Regions from separate parts of the Mus musculus genome. Here region 2 is linked to region 1. A link is a contact called in public promoter capture Hi-C data. All regions are on one chromosome and are shown on one strand. The core of a region is the stretch at or near the end of the contact, and the rest is flanking DNA. Distances in the headings are between cores, read along the strand shown. Region 1 overlaps Eif4g3 (eukaryotic translation initiation factor 4 gamma, 3). Region 2 holds the start of Sh2d5 (SH2 domain containing 5).

Region 1 (7,819 bases), core at 2,884-5,383:
AGTTGGCGCATGCTCGTTTTTTTGACTCAGTGAACAAAGGCAACAAAGGGTCTCTTAAATAACAGCTTGTACTTACTGCTTAAGGAGGTGCGAAAGCAAACGCTGCCTCCTGTGTATCAAAAGAGAGTTGAGACATTTGAGGTGTTTGCTGCAAGGAGAGTTGGTAGCGCTGAGCCTTGCAAATCATTGAGAGCTAGAGGACAGGACTAGGGTTTAGTTAAGAGGAAGGCTGTCCACAGTCGAGCGAAGTGTCACGAGCCTTCAGAGTCTTGCTCAGCAGTTAGAGAATGGTGTATGGTGAGTGCTGTGGTCAGAAGACCCAATAGTGGGAGCATTGACGGTGTCATGCGAGGGGCCCGTCTGGTTGTGTAATCTGTGCTTTGCTGCCCTAGTAGGTGGGAGGTTTTTTGCTGCTGTTGTTTAGATTTCTTTTATGTGTATGAGTGTTTGGCTGTCATGTATGTACTTCGTGCCTGCCTAATGGCTGCAGAGGTCAGAAGAGGGCATTGCGTCCCCAGGACCTGGAGTTAAGGAAGGTCTGTGAAGCACGGTGTGGGTGCTGGGAACAGACCCTAGGTCCTCTGCATGGTCAGTCAATGAGTGCTGTACCGCGGAGCTGGTGCTCCTGTCCCTACTCCTAGCGTTTGAAGGCAGGATTTGATTATGTTCTTATTTATTTATTTATTTTTAAAAGATTTATTTATTATATGTAAGTACACTGTAGCTGTCCTCAGATACTCCAGAAGAGGGCCATCAGATTTCGTTACAGATGGTTGTGAGCCACCATGCTGGGATTTGAACTCGGAACCTTCGTAAGAGCAGTCGGCACTCTTAACCACTGAGCCATCTCGCCAGCCCCTTATTTAGAGAGAGTGCAGGTAGATTCAGTGTAGGAAATGTTGGACTTGAAGTTCCTTTAGTAAGTGGACATAACGGAAGGTGTTTGCAAATGAGGTGGGACGGCTGTGTGAGGTGGAAGGGTGGGAAGACAGTCTGTGGTGGCAGACGGTGGTGGGGCCGGGAAGGGCGAAGGTTCTCCGGACTCTGCTGTGGCTTGGGAACCGAAGATGAGGAAGCTGTGGGAGAACTATGAGGCCTGCATCCCTCTTTCTCCTTCTTCCCTTCATGTGAGCGTGTGCGGGGATGCTCCCTTGTGTGGCTGCTTGTGGGGCTCAGAGGATAGCATCAGCTCTCCTCCTCAGTCCCTCTCCTCAGTTTTGAGATAAGCCCTCTTACTGAGACTGGAGCTCACCATTTTGGCCAGACTAGCTGGCTGGCAACCCTGGGGTCCACCTCTTCCCCTGCCCCCCCCCCCCCCCAGCTGTGGTTACAGCCCACACCACCACACCTAGCCTTTCTGTGAATTTGGGATCTAAACTCAGGACCTCATGCTGGCACAGTAGACTTTACCCACTGCTCTCTCCATCACCCCAGAAGTACATGTTAAAATGTATTAATTATTGGTTGTGTGAGAGGGTTAAGCGCTGTTTCCTGGCAGCTGGATCCTGCACACCAGATGTGCACTCTCACCCCAAGCTGTACCTCTGTCCTTCAGCCTTAGTTGACAAGCTGTTTTATTTTACATTTGAGACACAGTCTCACTGAGTGTCTTAGAAACCCCTCTGTAGACCAGGCTGACCTCAGGGCTTGGTTGGCTTGCCCCTGCTTACCTAGCACTGCGGGGATGTGTGCCGGCAGGTGAGGCTGAAACGACTGGTTTTCTGCAGGAAGAGCGGAGTTGCTCATGCTCAGGTGTGCTTGGGCTTCATGGTTGATGGCAAATTTCTATTTAAATATGGTCTAGGGGACTGGTCCTGAACTCTTGAGTGAACTCTCAGGTGATCATCCTGTCCCACCCTCTCTATGAACCAGATGATAGGTGCAAATGTGTAAATAGCCGGTGTGTATGAGATCAGCGGGAACTTGTCAGTCATTTTGTTCAAAGTGAAGAGTGGGTTTGGAGAGGGAATCTTAGAGTGCAAGGATTCTTTTTTTTTTTTTTTTTTTTTTTTTTTTTTTTTTTTAAAATAACGACAAGGAATTTTTTTTTAAAGATTTATTTATTTATTATATGTAAATACACTGTAGCTGTCTTCAGACACTCCTGACAGATGGTTGTGAGCCACCATGTGGTTGCTGGGATTTGAACTCTGGACCTTCGGAAGAGCAGTCGGGTGCTCTTACCCACTGAGCCATCTCACCAGCCCGAGTGCAAGGATTCTTAAAGATGACCGTTTGGCTCTGAGAAGTGAAACTGAACTGCAGGCATTCACAGCAGACCAAGAAGGTTTCGTCGAGCGGTTTAGGGTACTCCATGACAGAAAGTGGCTGTCGGGAAAAGAGGAGCGATTCCCATCTCGCCCGCCTGGTTTCAGTTCCTCTTTGTAAGTAGCTTATTACCTTGGCATCCATTGTGAGTCACTGGAGCACTCCTGTGTCTGAGAATGTGGCTCTCTGTAGAGCCCAGGCTGTTGCAGCTAGAGGCAGGCTTCTTGTTTTAAGGTTGGGTTTTGTGTGTCCAGTTTTCTGCTTTGTAGTCCACAGAGCTTCAGAACGAACCCGCCCTTTGAGCTGCTCCCGAGATTCGTTGGGTGACCATCTGAGTTGTGTTTGGAGAGATGAGATTGCTAAGGCTTTGAGAGGCTACCTGCTAAGCTTTGGTGCTTCTTGGCCCTTAAATGGGGCTTGCTGACCATAGGTGGTCTCCAGCCCGTGACGCCGACAGCGTGTTCAGCAGTGTAACAATGGCGGTTGTCTTTTGCTGGCTTCTCTGGTGTCCTAAGTGTAATGAAATCGCTTCTCCTCAGTGGCCTCACCTGCTCACTCACCTGCCAGCCCGACCACGCATGGCAACTGGCATTAGTTCATGTCGGGATTGAGAAGAAAGAGAGCCAGAGTCTTCGGGGTGGAATAGATGATGGAAATCCTCCATTCAGTTTCCTCACGCAGATCTCAGCTGAGTTAGAATAGGGCTCCCGGCCTCGAGAGCGCTTTACGAGTCTCTGAAGGAGCCTCTGAAGCAGGACTCCAGCTAGGAAGCTTGGGGAGGAGGGTGTTTTAGATTCTCTTGGAACAGTGCAGAAGCTGCGTGGAGCAGGAGCAGCACACTGGTAATCAATGCCTCCTGACTACCTCAGGACTGTGGGGTGAAGAGGGACCACGGTATGAGAAAAACGTAAGTAGGACTAAGCAGTTAACGAGGAAGGAGTGGGAAACAGGAGGACATTAGGAAGCAGCGATACTGTGTGTAAGCTTACCTGCGACTCTGGAGATTGTCTGCTGTCTATCTGTAGTTCAAGACAGGCTTTCTCTGTGTAGCCTGAACTCAGTCTGTAGACCAGGCTGCCCTTGAACTCAGAGATCCTCCTGCCTCTGCCTCTGAGTGTTGGGACTAATGGCGTGTGCCACCACTGCTTGGCTTTTTATTTTTACTTCCGTTAGTGCTGTTTGTCAGTGTACCACACAGATGCAATGCATGTGGAGGGCAGCATGGACACGGGGCGCCCCCGTGCTGGAGGAATAGACATTGCTTCTACTCATCTAACGGCCTCTCCAGCCCCAGGTGCTCAGAGGGTTTTGAGGCAGGAGTTCACTCTTTAGCCGAGACTGGCCTCGAACTGGGATCCTTATTCTCCCTGTTGCTGGGCTTGACAGGTGAGCACCACGGTGCCCGGTTTCACCTGATACCTAAGGATGCTTATTTAGATTTGTTAGCACTTAATGGCTTAGATTCTCTTAGATTATTTTTGGGTTATAGCCTAGGCTAGCCCATTTCCCCGCTTCCCCGGCTGGGAACTGCACTTGCTGCTTTGCCGCTTGCTTGGGTTCAGTCACAGGCCTGCGTGTGGTGGGAAGCTCAGTTGCGTATTTTAATTCCTTCATCATTCAGACTGGAGAGGTCCAGAAGGAGGTCAGGTGGTGGTGGGCTTTTCTTGTTTTTTGTTTGCTTTTTGAGATAGGTTCTCACTATGTAACCTTGGCTAGCATTGAGCTTGAACCGTGAGTGTGCATGTGGGAAGTGCTGGGGATCAACCCTGTGACAGGCAGAGACGAAAGCAAATAGCCAGTCTCTCTTCCCCAGCAGGGCAGGTGAGGGACAGATGACTGGGGTTTCATTGTTTGTTCTGTAGATGATATAACAGAGACTGAACATTATGTTAAAGAATGCTTCGTGCTTACTCATCGTGGTGTGCTGCTGATAGGTTGCAGGGAGGGCCTGATAATAACTGGACAAGGGCTCTGTCACCAACAGCTCTCTAGCTCCTGATGTCCTTAATGCTCTAAGATAGGTTTAGCACTTGATTTCAGATTGACTGATTGAAAATCCTCCCCTGCTTGTTTTGTTTTTTGTGATAGGCTTTCTCTGTGTAGCCCTGACTGTCTTTGGAACTCACTCTTTAGACCAGGCTGTCCTTGAACTCAAGACATCCACCTGCCTCTGCCTCCTGAGTGCTGGGATCAAAGGCATGTGCCACCATGGCCCAGTCAAAGACTGCTTTTATAATCAGAAAAATTAACATACTTTATTTTGAAAAATGAAATAAAGCTCAAGTCTGGCTGAATCAGAGTCTGCTTGTCAGGCAGGTTAAGTTATGTGGTTGACATAGGAGCATAGAGAAGACTTACAATACCATCCCTGGAGGTTCAGTGCAGGCACGGAATGGAGCATCCGCTTTCTCTGGTAGAACTTGTTTTTCAGTTGGTTTTTAAGTGCTCGGTACATCGCTCAGTTAGAGCGCTTGCTTAGTGTGGACAAGGCCAGGATCTGATCCCAGCAGTGAACCTCTTTCCCCAGAACAGCAGCAGGAAACCTACTTGTTTTAATCCAGTTAACTAGAAACCCAGCTCGTTGAGCATCCTCCCTAAGCAGTAGGACTTGTCTGTGTTTACCGTGGTAGCCATACTAGTGCTGATACATTGCCAGCTAGCGAACATGTGATGTAAAGGAAGCCTGTATTTTTACGGTTGGGGCAAGTAAGTGCAGTGTTTGGGGCAGACGGTCTGTTTGAGTTTCCTTTTCAAAGTCCTGTGCTCTTCTGTCCTTGCTGTCCTGCCTTCCAGCTGGGGCTGCAGCAGAGCTGAACCAGAAAATGTCTGCTACTGCAGCAAGGGCTGCTACGGGACCTGGCTGCTGCTGTGCTTCGTGGGACTAAGCAGCAGGAGATGCCTGGAGACAGTGCCCTGGGTCCTTGCTGTCTTCGGGATGGGGATTGCTCGAGGGAGAGTGTATAGCAGATGCTGCAGTCAGGAGGAGATGCCAGAGTATTGGGATTTATAGCCTCAGCAAGGGACCCACCCCTTCTCTGCCGCAGCACGAAACCTCAGCAGCTGCTGTCGTTCACCCAGCAGTGTTGGCTGCAGAAGGCAGCAAGTGTACCTGCCTGGCGGTGGATGGCAGCCGTGCTGAGGGCGATGCAGATTGCAGATTAGGTGGTGAATTGGTTGAAGTGAGTGACAGGTGGGGCAGAATTCAAGAGGGCTCTTGTGCAGCTGGAGTGAGGAATTTTGCAGCCCAGGAGGAAGCCTCAGGTGAGAGGTGGATGTGGTTGGAGTTGGGAATTGAAGTCTCTGTGTGCATACCCCTGGGTCACTCCCCAGACTGGATACACTGTCAGGTAGATGGGCGTGGTTTTGCCTGAGTTCTTGTCCTTTCCGTCTGTGACTAGTCACAGGGATGATGTAGGACAACAGGGATCAGCTGCTTAGCAATCAGGAAGAAAAAGTATGTCTCCGTGGGCAGTGAGACACTGTCCTCTTAAACAAAAGTTAGGAAGGGCTCTCTCTCTCTCTCTCTCTGTCTCTCTCTCTCTCTTGTTTGGTGTTTGCATGTGTGTGCCTGTGTTTGCATGTATGCAGATGTCTTTGCCCATGTGTGTAGGTTAAGATGTCTTTCTTTATGGGTGTCAGCAGTTTTGCTGTGTAGAATGATGAGCAGCATTCTAGAGATTTCCTTAGTAAAGATTTCTGTGCACAAAACGATAGAGCAGTCCACACACGGCCTGCGCTGGTCTCGCTTCCCAGGGACATCCCAGAGTAGGTTTTATCTGCAGAGCATGTTTTTATTATTTACCGGAAATAATTTGTGTGTGTGTGCTGTTGAAGGTTCTCTTGCATACTAGAGAGGTGCTCTGTGGCCCAGCTGCTCCCAGCTGCTGCTGTGCTGTGAATGTAGTAGTTGGACACGCTACACTGACGGCTCTCACAGTTCTCAGGATTGGGTGTAAGGAAGGCCTGAGTGAGCAGCAGAAGCCACGAGTGCCGGAGCCAGCCCAGGCCTTCTGTTTCCTTAGTTACCCATGGCAGTCAGTTCTGTGACCGTGACCAAAGTGCACTCATGTGAAAAATGTCAGGGTGAAACCCAGTAGTTTGTACACTTGATAAATGCTAATTTAAAAAAAAAAAAAAAGGAGCCAGTGCTGGTGGCCTTTAATCCCAGCACTGAGGAGGCAGAGGCAGAGGGGCAGAGGCAGGAGAATCTCTTGAGTTTGAGACCATTTAGCTCTATCTTGTGAGACCCTGCCTCAGAAAATTAAAACTAAAACAGAAGATTTAGTCTTCTATCTTCTTGTTTATTAGCTATTGTTTTTGTTTAAAGTATAGTGTTTGCTGTGTGTCTTTAGTCACTATTTTATTGTCATGAAGAGTCACCATGACCAAGGTAACTCTCATAAAAGAAAGTATTTAGTCAGAGGCCTTGTTTACAGTTTTGGGGTTTAGTCGATGATGGTTGTGATGGGAGAGCTGGCAGCATACAGAGTCACAGCAGAGGTAGTCGCCCCCCAGCCTGATTGCAGGCATTGGGAAGAGGGTGGGTGGGTGGGTAGGCACTCAGGGCCTGAAATGGGCTTTTAAAACCTCAAAACCCAAATCCAATGACACGCCTCCTCCGACAAAGGCCACGCCTCCTAATTCTACTCAAACATTCCACTAGCTAGGAAGGGACCAGACATTCAAATACATGAGGGTCTGGGGGCCATTCTTATTCAGACCTCCATACTGTTATGATCTATCTGTCTCTATCTCCCATTGCTTGGATTTTAAGCCTGAACTGCTATACCTGTGAGTTCTTTTTTGTTTGTTTGCTTTTGTTTTGTATTTTTGTGTGTTTGTTTTGTTTTTGTATTTTTGAGACAGGTCTCTCTACATATTTTTGACTGTCCTAGAACTCACTAGACCAGGCTGGCTTTGAACTCACATATATCTGCTCACCTCTGCTTTCTGAGTGCAGGGATTAAAGGCATGCACCACCAAACCTGGCTTTGTGTGTATGTGTATCTGTGTGTGTGTGTGTTTATGTGTGTGTTTATGTGTGTGTCTGTGTATTCTAGGGGTTGAGTTCTGGTCCTTGTAAGTAGAGGACAAGCTCTTATTGACCAAGGTATCTCAAACTGATAGGCAGCCTACTGTGTTAAAGCCCATCATTATCTGGGTATTGTGGTTTGCTTAATCTTTTTAGCCATGAGGCTGAACCTGTAGGCTGATGAGTTCCAGGCCAGCCTAGGTATGTATGTATGTATGTATGTGTATATATATATATATATATATATATATATATATATATATATATATATATATATATATATAGTAAGACTCTGTGTCAGCTCCTCCCTGCTAAAAACCTCACACATTACTTCCCTTTGGGTGATTTTACAGCAGTTGTTTTTATTTAAGTAGCTGTTACCATATTTTCATTCTTGTTTATATAAAGAGTTTATCAAAGCTTTTACAGAAATAGAGAAATAAGTAGCTGTCTTTCCTCTGAGTCTTTTTTTTTTTTTTTTTTTTTTTTGCCTTCGCCGTTCTGGAACTCAGTGTGTAC
Region 2 (7,819 bases), core at 1,470-3,969, 230 kb after region 1:
GTTCTTAGTGGGACTAGATCAGCTTGCCCAGAGATGGCTGGCACCTCCAAAGTTTCTCACCTTTGATGCAAGCCTTGGGGCATGAAGTGGGTTTTGTGTTTGAATTTCATGTGTATGGGTGTTTTGTCTGTGTATGTTTGTATATCACATGTGTGCCTGGTGCCCAAGGCAGCCAGAAAGATGGTGTTAGATTCCCCCTAGAATGGGACTCACGTTGTGAACCACCATATGGGTGCTGGCAGTAGGAATTGAACTTGGAACCTCAAAGCCATTGAGCCTCTCTCCAGCCTATAAGGTGTTTTATTATTATTACATTTTGGTTGTTATTTGTGTGTGCACATAGAAGGTTGTGGACATTTGAAAGGCAGGGGACAACTTGTAGGAGTCGTTTGTCTTCTTCCACAGCATGGGTCCTAGATTGAACTCGGGTCATCAGCCTTGGTAACAGGTAACAACCCACTGAACCACCCTCCCTGGTTTTTCTTTTATCCATGGTGGGGATTGAACTTAGTCTTGTGCATGCCTGAGAAATGTTCTACCACTGACATATGTGACAGCCATGTTTTCCTTTCTTTTTATTCTTTTTTTCTTTTTTTTTCCTTTTTTTTTTCTTTTTTGATTTTTCAAGACAGGGTTTCTCTGTGTAGCCCTGGCTGTCCTGGAACTCACTTTGTAGACCAGGCTGGCCTCGAACTCAGAAATTCACCTGCCTTTGCCTCCTGAGTGCTGGGATTAAAAGTGTGTGCCACCACGCCCGGCTTTTTCCCTTCTTTTAAAAAAAAAAAAAAGCCTGGCGGTAGTGGTGCACGCCTTTAATCCCAGCACTCAGGAGGCAGAGGCAGGCAGATTTCTGAGTTTGAGGCCAGCCTGGTCTACAGAATGAGTTCCAGGACAGCCAGGGCTATACAGAGAAACCCTGTCTCGAAAAAAACAAAAAACAAAAACAAGTCATATTCATTTTGGGGGCTGGAGAGATGGCTCAGCCACTAAGAGCATTTGTTGCTCATGCAGAGAACCTGGGCTGTGTTTTTAGCACCCGTGTGACAGCTAATACCCATCTGTAATTCTAATTCCAGAGGTTTGTCCCCCCACCCCCACCTTCTGTTCTCTGAGGGATTCAGGCACAAATGCGATATATATGCACACATGCAGGCAAAACACTTATAAATCTGAGTAGAGAAGTGTCTCACGTGGTTAAGAGTACTGGTTGCCCTTCCGGAGGACCTAGGCTCCATTCCTAGCATTTGTATGACAGCTCACAACTCTCATAACTGCAGTTTCAGAGGACCTGACTCCTTGTGGCTTGCAATGGTACCAGGTATGCATGTGGTGCACAGATATAAAAGCAGGCAAAACACACATACAGATAAAAATTAATAAAATGAAAGAAAAAAAAAGGAATGGATCATACTCACAATCAAAAAGAAATCTAAATTTATAAAATTGTAAAATTTTATTCTATAAAAAGTGCATTTTATTTAAAAATAAAATAAACTAAGATGAAGTAAGGAGCTTTAAATATTTCTTTTTAAGAGTTAGGAGGGAGCCTTTTCGTTTTTATGTATCCTGAGTTGCCCGTTTGGTGAACTGAGCTTGCCCCCCCCCTCCCCCCCGTTGCTCCTTCACTGTCCAGGCCTGGAGACTGTTAGGGAGATTCCTTACCATTCTGCACAGGGGAATTGCCAAAGGTCACAGACAAAAGAAATTCAAAATAGCATCGGTATTTACTGACCCTTCACTTACCAGGTCAGTGTCCCTGTCAGGCCTTCCAGTTCTCACCTGGCTGAGTCAGGGGTGGTAATGGCTATGGGAGAGGCCCTGGAGGATTAACATGATTAAAGTGTTAATCTAAGTCCCACTGGGGAGAGAGAAGTGCCTGGTTGTGGGCAACAATCACACCTTATTGTTGCCTCTGGAAAGGTGTTAGGAGCTCTGCAGAGACAAGGGATGCCCAGAGCCGTGCCCTGCGCACTCTGCACTGCACCTGGGAACTCCCCTGAGGCTGCAGATTCAGGTCCACCTTCTCGCGGGCTCTGTCATCTGTCTTGGTGTCCCTCCCTGGGTCTGAACCCTTATGTCCTGGATTTCTGCGGTGTGCCACACGGGCAGTTTCTGATGCGTTCTCTCTGCAGATTTCGGGTTTAATACACACCACGCGCTTGCCTGGCTCGGATTTGCGATTTATTTGGGCCACCTACTGCGCTCCTCACCTAATGGGATCAGAAGAGCTCGCCCTCTCGGCTCTGTGCGCGCGCTGGCTAAATTCACTCACCATTTCCCCATCTAAGTGGATTTCCGTGAGGCCGGAAGGACAAGAGTCACCACTCCTGCTGGACCCCAGCTGAGCGGTCCAATCAATCTCCACCCAGTAAGTGGATTCATGCCACCAAGTCCTCTGCCATTTGCGTGTGAAGGGGTGGGTCTGCAAGGTCATTGAGCGACCGTGCAGACCTAGTGGAGTAGCTAGGTCTGCCCCGAGGAGCAGACGAGTAGCGAGGCCCTGAGCTCACCGAGTCTGGACAGCTTCGTGGAGGAAGAGCGACAAGGAGGAGCCAACCCAGGTCGCAGCGTGGGCGGAGCCAGGTACCCTCGCAGCCTCTGATTGGGCGGCACGGCGGAGCGGAGCGGCTCCGATTGGCTGGTGAGGCCGGCGCCGCGGCCAGGTGATGCCCAAGGGGTCGGATCCCAGGGCCACGTGGGGGGCGCGCGGCGCGGGGGCGGGGGCGTGTGCGGGGGTGGGGCGGGCCCCGCGCTGGGTAGGAGCAGAAGCTGCGGGAAACGGAGCTGTGAGACCTGCCAGGAGGCGCGGTAGCGGTGGTGAGTGCTCCTGGGAACCCTCCGGGGGCTGGGCCGAAGCCGGGAGGGTCTTCCCAGAGCGAGCCGCACCCCCACTTCCCTCCGCCGGCAGTTGCCATCACCTCAGTCCCCGTCACCATACCTCCCTTTCTGGCGCCGGGGCACCTGTGCCCCTCCGAGAACCTAGCGCTGCGTGGGGATGGTGACGCTTGCGAGATCGCTGTCTGCGCTCGCACGCGCTCCGCACCTCCGCTCGCGATCCTTTCCGCGTCTTCCCTATCCAGCCTTGTGTACTCCCCGCGACCAGATAGATTTCGGGAAGAACAGAGGCTGATGAACAGACCCAGGAGGTGGCTGCCTTCGCGGTCCCCTTCACAACTGAGGAACTGGAAGCTGGCAGGCCAAGGTCACATCAGCCAAACCTGCTGAACCCCAGTCCAGTCCCTTGTTGCGCGGGTCCAGGGCCTGTGGAGATGGTAGCAGAAGTGTGCTGGGCTGGGAGCCCAGCCTTTCTAAACAGTTCCATACCTAGCGCCTGAGTTGTTGCAGCTATGAGGCTACTACTGGCTACTTCTGCACAGATACAGACCCAGTGTATACCAAGGATGGATGCCTGCTTGGGGGCCCCATAGACTGTAAGCAGAAGGGTACTGCCTAGCCTCGGCAGAGAGTCCTGGGTTTGCCAGCTCTCCATCCTGTGATGTGTGCCTTTAGTCCAGTAGCTGGGGTCTGCAGGCTTGGGAGTCTCCCAAGTACCCTGAATGGATAGATTGTTGAGTTTTATGGTGCACAGGGCCCTGTGATTGGACGTGAAGTATAGAGTTAACATAGCCAGTCTCCTGCTCCTAAGGAGAACACCCCCCCCCGCCCTCTGGAAAATAGAAGCCCGTATGTGCCTCTGTAGGTATGACCTGGCCGCAGCAGACAAACCCCTGTGGGAAACTTTTTTTTTGGTTCAAAGAGATGAGTTGGGTGTGTGGTCGTTTTCAGGGTTTCAATGAACCCTGGTGACCTCCTTGGTCTAAGGCAGGATCAGACTGGAAGAGGGGCACACAGTTCCTGTTTCTGGGGAGGCTAAATATAAGGAGGCTGGGGACGACGGCCAGGTGCTTGGAGGATGCTGTCCACCCGCCTTCTCTCCCCCCCCCCCCCCCCCCGCTTCTATATGCCCCTTTCCCCCACAGAGGACTGGGCAAGCTGGTGTCTGTGTGTGTGTGAGTGTGAGCTTTGCTGACCCTTGGCTCTTTACCCTGTGCTTGCCAGGCGCAGGCAGGGGTGTGAAGGGCTCTCGTCAGCTCTCTTTGTCTCTTTCGTGATTGCTTTTCTTTTCATTCGTTCCATCCCGCTTCCTTACGGGTCTCATTGCCGGCTATGAGTCTTGTGGTCTCTGCTTCCTTGTTCTCTTCTGCCTGCCTTGGTGATTAGAAAGTGAAGAAGCACTTCACTGCCTCCGGGGGAGCTGCGTCCCCCTGCTGGGAAGGGGCAGGCGGCACGTGGCAAGACTGTGGTCTGCTTTATATAAACAACAGATGTGCCGTCGGGACAGGCGACTGGGAAGTGAGCAGGGTTAGAAGGGAAGGTTGGCAGAGCGAAGGTCGGCAGCAGCCTTGGGGAGGTCTGGGTGGACTGGGGCAGGGGCGGGGCTACAGCCATTGTTTCCCACTCTCCCTGGTTGAAGCCTGGGCTTGAAGGTCACTGGCCAGTAGGGTGGAGGGATCTAAGAGCATCAATTCTAAGGCACCCGAGCTCCTCCCTTTCCAAGTACATCTGCCGCTTTGGTACTTTCAGGCCACCCTACTAACTCCTGCGCTCTCCTGGGGAGTCAAAGCCTCCAGGCCAGCTTCCTTCCCAGCCTGACTTTCACCATCGCTGAGGGGTTCCAGTTGGTGTCACCTGGACAGGAAGTCTTGAAAGTGGCTAGACTCTGCTGTCTTCCCAAGCTCCCTTCTGGCCAGCAGATGGGGGGAGGGGGGCGGCTTGTACCTCATATTACCCAGAGTTTTCAGGAAAGGAAATGAGTGCATAGAGAGGTGGGGCGGCTGCACCAAAGCCACACAGATCTTGTGCCCAGGCCTCTCTGACCTGAGCCAGTCATTGCAAGAAGGCTGGTGAGAAGGCAGCTGGGAGAGGGCAGGTGTCTCTGGGGATGCTGAGTCTGCAGGGACCCCAAGGCTTTCCTCCACTCTGCTTTGCAGTAACTGGTCCATTGATGCATCTGTCCCATAGGACAGTCCTCCACCTCTGGATCTGGCTAAAGGTCCCGGGGGGGGGGGAACAAAAACAAAAATCAGGGCCAGGACGGAATGCAGTTTGTCAATCTCCTGGGTACTTGTCCATTTTCTCTGCACTCCACTTAGCACCAGCTCTTCCTTGGGGTGGGTTGTGGTTTTCATACTGCGCAGAGGGCTTTGGGATTCAGGAAGGGAGTTCAGACTGGGCAAATGAGCCAGCAGCCTTTCAGATGGGTTCCATCAAAGCGAGCTGTCCAGCTCAGAAGCGCCCCTGTGCACCATTCCTGCGCAGGGGCCTGCTATGGCTCCCCACTGTCCACAGGGTAAGGTCTCATTCTTGGGCTGATGTTGAGTAGTAATGTGCGGCCTGTGCTTTGGCAGTCCACCTCAGGTCCCAGCTCGCCTCTTTTGTGCCTTCTTTCTTGCTGCAGTTACCCGCACCCTTCAATGGACAATTCTCAGACTCCTGTTTTCCCTATGAGACGTTTGGGGGTTTTGTTTGTTTTTTTGTTTTTGTTTTTGTTTTGCGCGTGTTGGGGGGGGGTCTTGTATTGTCCAGTCTATCTCTGAACCTCCTGGGTTCAAATGATTTTGATCCTCCTGCCTCAGTTTCCTGAGAAGCTTGAATGGTGGGCAGACACCAGTCCCTTCCCACACTAATAGCTGGTTCCAAATTTCCAGCAGCTTCCCCTATCACGGAGAGTCCAGTGAGCACTCTAACCTCAGCTCTAGCTCAGTGGCCCATGGCAGGAACCATCCCACCCTCACCCCCCCCACACACACCTCCCAGTGTAGCACTACAAGCCCCCAGCCTCTCCTGGGGCCCCTTTCCATTTCCCCACCATCTCACCCGACTAAGGCTTATTATCAACTTTCCCGCCTTGCTCTCCAAGAACGCTGTTGCTCAGAAGCAGGCAGAATTGGTCTTTTGTCTCTGTCACGTGCCCCGGACGTTGGTGAGCACCAAGCAGGTACTCAGTGGGTTTGTTGGCTGGTTGGTTGAATGAATGAATGAATGAATGAATGAGTACCAAAGCAAGCAAATTTGAACAAACACACCAGCCCCTGACAGGGGGCTGCCTGAAAACCAACCTCTCCCCTGCCCATCCTAGCCTTCTCTCCGTGGAGCTTGAAGCTGGGCACGCTGGGGACCATGCAGAGGGCTGGGGCCGGGGCCCGAAGGGCTTCCGACTGTGGGCCTGCACCTTACCGGCCCAGGTGCATTGCCAAGCTTGCCCAGGTGGGTGGGTGCCTGTCCTGTGTGTTCTGGAAGGTAGTTGCGGGGTGGCTACTCCCTGGGGTTGGGGAGGACCTGGGGCCCAAGGACCTGACTCTGTCTCCTTTGGAGTGGGTATGTGTGGATATGAATGTGTGCGTGAGAAGGTGAGGCCCATGTGACCCAGCCAGGGCCACCTGCTGAGAACATTAGCAGAGAACTCCGGCCTCCAAGGACAGTGCTTGGACACTGCACACAGCTTGCCTACATGGTGGGATGCTGTGTGTATTGGAGCTATGGGCCTTACTTCCCCGCCTTGCTCTCTCCATCACCACCAGTATGTGGGATCCTTTCCTGTGGATGACTTGGACACTCAGGAGAGCGTGGGCCTCGTACAGCAGCAGCTATGGGCCCTGCAGGTGAGGAGCTTGGGGAACCATGGTGGGCACCATGAATAGCAAACTTAGATGAAGCTCTGAGGGCACATGACGCCCAAGGAGGGTGGGGGCCAAAGGTCTTCTGAGAAGTGACCCAGAAAGTGCCAGGCTTCAGGACTCTCCTAGATGCCTGGGGATCCATGCCCCACAGGTGTGGAATCAACGTCCCAACAGCATGACTATTGGGGGTTTGCCACCCAGGCCTCTGTCCCTGGGCAGGGGTATCAGAACTTGCTGAGCAACCTTGACAAGGGATGCTGGGGGAGGACTACATAAGGCCAGGCCTGGGAAGTGACGTCTGCCTCTGTCAACTGTCTTCCCCTCAGGACTGTTCCCGACGCCGGGCTGTCATTCTGAAATTCAGTCTTCAGGGTCTCAAGATCTACAGTGGGGAGGGCGAGGTAGGCAGGGTAGGGGGCAGGGCAGTGAAGATAAGATGGGGTATGGTCTGCTTATAGTTTACCCTATGGCCGTCTAGGACAAGTTCAGATAACAATGGCTTACCTGACCCTTCGGAAGCCCTGGAGGCCACCTCCTGTCTTAAATATCAGGGACATCCATCCATGAGATTGTCTAAATGCCCAGCCCAGCATTGTCCAGTGGCTGTGGACAGTCATGGGCTAGAGACGGCAGGAAGCTCTTGCATGCTTGCCTGTCCATCCCCCTGGCTACCCACTGCACAAACAATGTGGCTGCCCATTGACTGCCACTGGACAACCCACAGCTGCAGGCCTCTTACATAAGGCCCAATGGTAGTACCCTGGGGTTCTCCATCACCTGCCTGAGACATTGTTACTATTTGACATGACAGCAAGAGATGCTCAGGGGACTGCTATCACATGGAGAGTAAATGGCAGAGCTAGACTTTGAAGTCCTAGCATTCCTACCCCAGAGACCAAGTATATAACCCCGGGCCCGCTGCCACTGCTTCTGTGGAGTTCCAGCCAGAGACCACTCCGTCACTGTTCTGTCCCTCAGGAGTGGCCATCCTGACTTTCGTGTCTGCAGCAGGCCTGGGGCCATGGGCAGTAAGGGCTGGGCTTGGCAGGCCTTGGGGAAAGAAGAGTCTCTTCACTCCAGGAGGTTGGCAGCCCATGCCAGACATTCGAGGTCCTTGGGCCACTGCCACACAGGTGTGC

Evidence for each region. Promoter capture Hi-C pulls out the DNA fragments that hold promoters and counts their contacts.
Region 2: a contact with region 1 is called in a promoter capture Hi-C map of the HPC-7 cell line, with 2.7 times the contacts expected there. The contact joins the promoter of Sh2d5 here to the enhancer-like site in region 1. A contact is called at or near these places in 12 of 39 promoter capture datasets (the 3T3-L1 cell line, the C10 cell line, the HPC-7 cell line and 7 more), 2 of 484 Hi-C or Micro-C datasets (epiblasts and granulocyte-monocyte progenitors), 3 of 115 datasets of contacts at active chromatin or transcription factors (the 230-238 cell line, pancreatic cancer cells and stem cell-derived neural progenitor cells) and 1 of 9 other capture datasets (adipose tissue).

What each region holds. Positions count from the first base shown.
Region 1 is chr4:138,011,993-138,019,811 of GRCm38.p6, forward strand. The region is part of intron 2 of Eif4g3 (eukaryotic translation initiation factor 4 gamma, 3); the gene reads left to right. Among named protein-coding and RNA genes, the nearest start is that of Eif4g3, 22 kb to the left of the region's middle. Within about 2 kb of position 4,134, at least 32 of the 459 cell types and tissues checked have an H3K27ac peak or open chromatin away from gene starts, as enhancers often do. A contact at or near this core is called in the HPC-7 cell line, where this site is marked.
Region 2 is chr4:138,247,692-138,255,510 of GRCm38.p6, forward strand. Sh2d5 (SH2 domain containing 5) reads left to right here and starts at 2,720. Exons shown (of 10, transcript NM_001099631.1): 1 at 2,720-2,817; 2 at 6,140-6,267; 3 at 6,582-6,662; 4 at 7,007-7,081. The coding sequence starts at 6,181.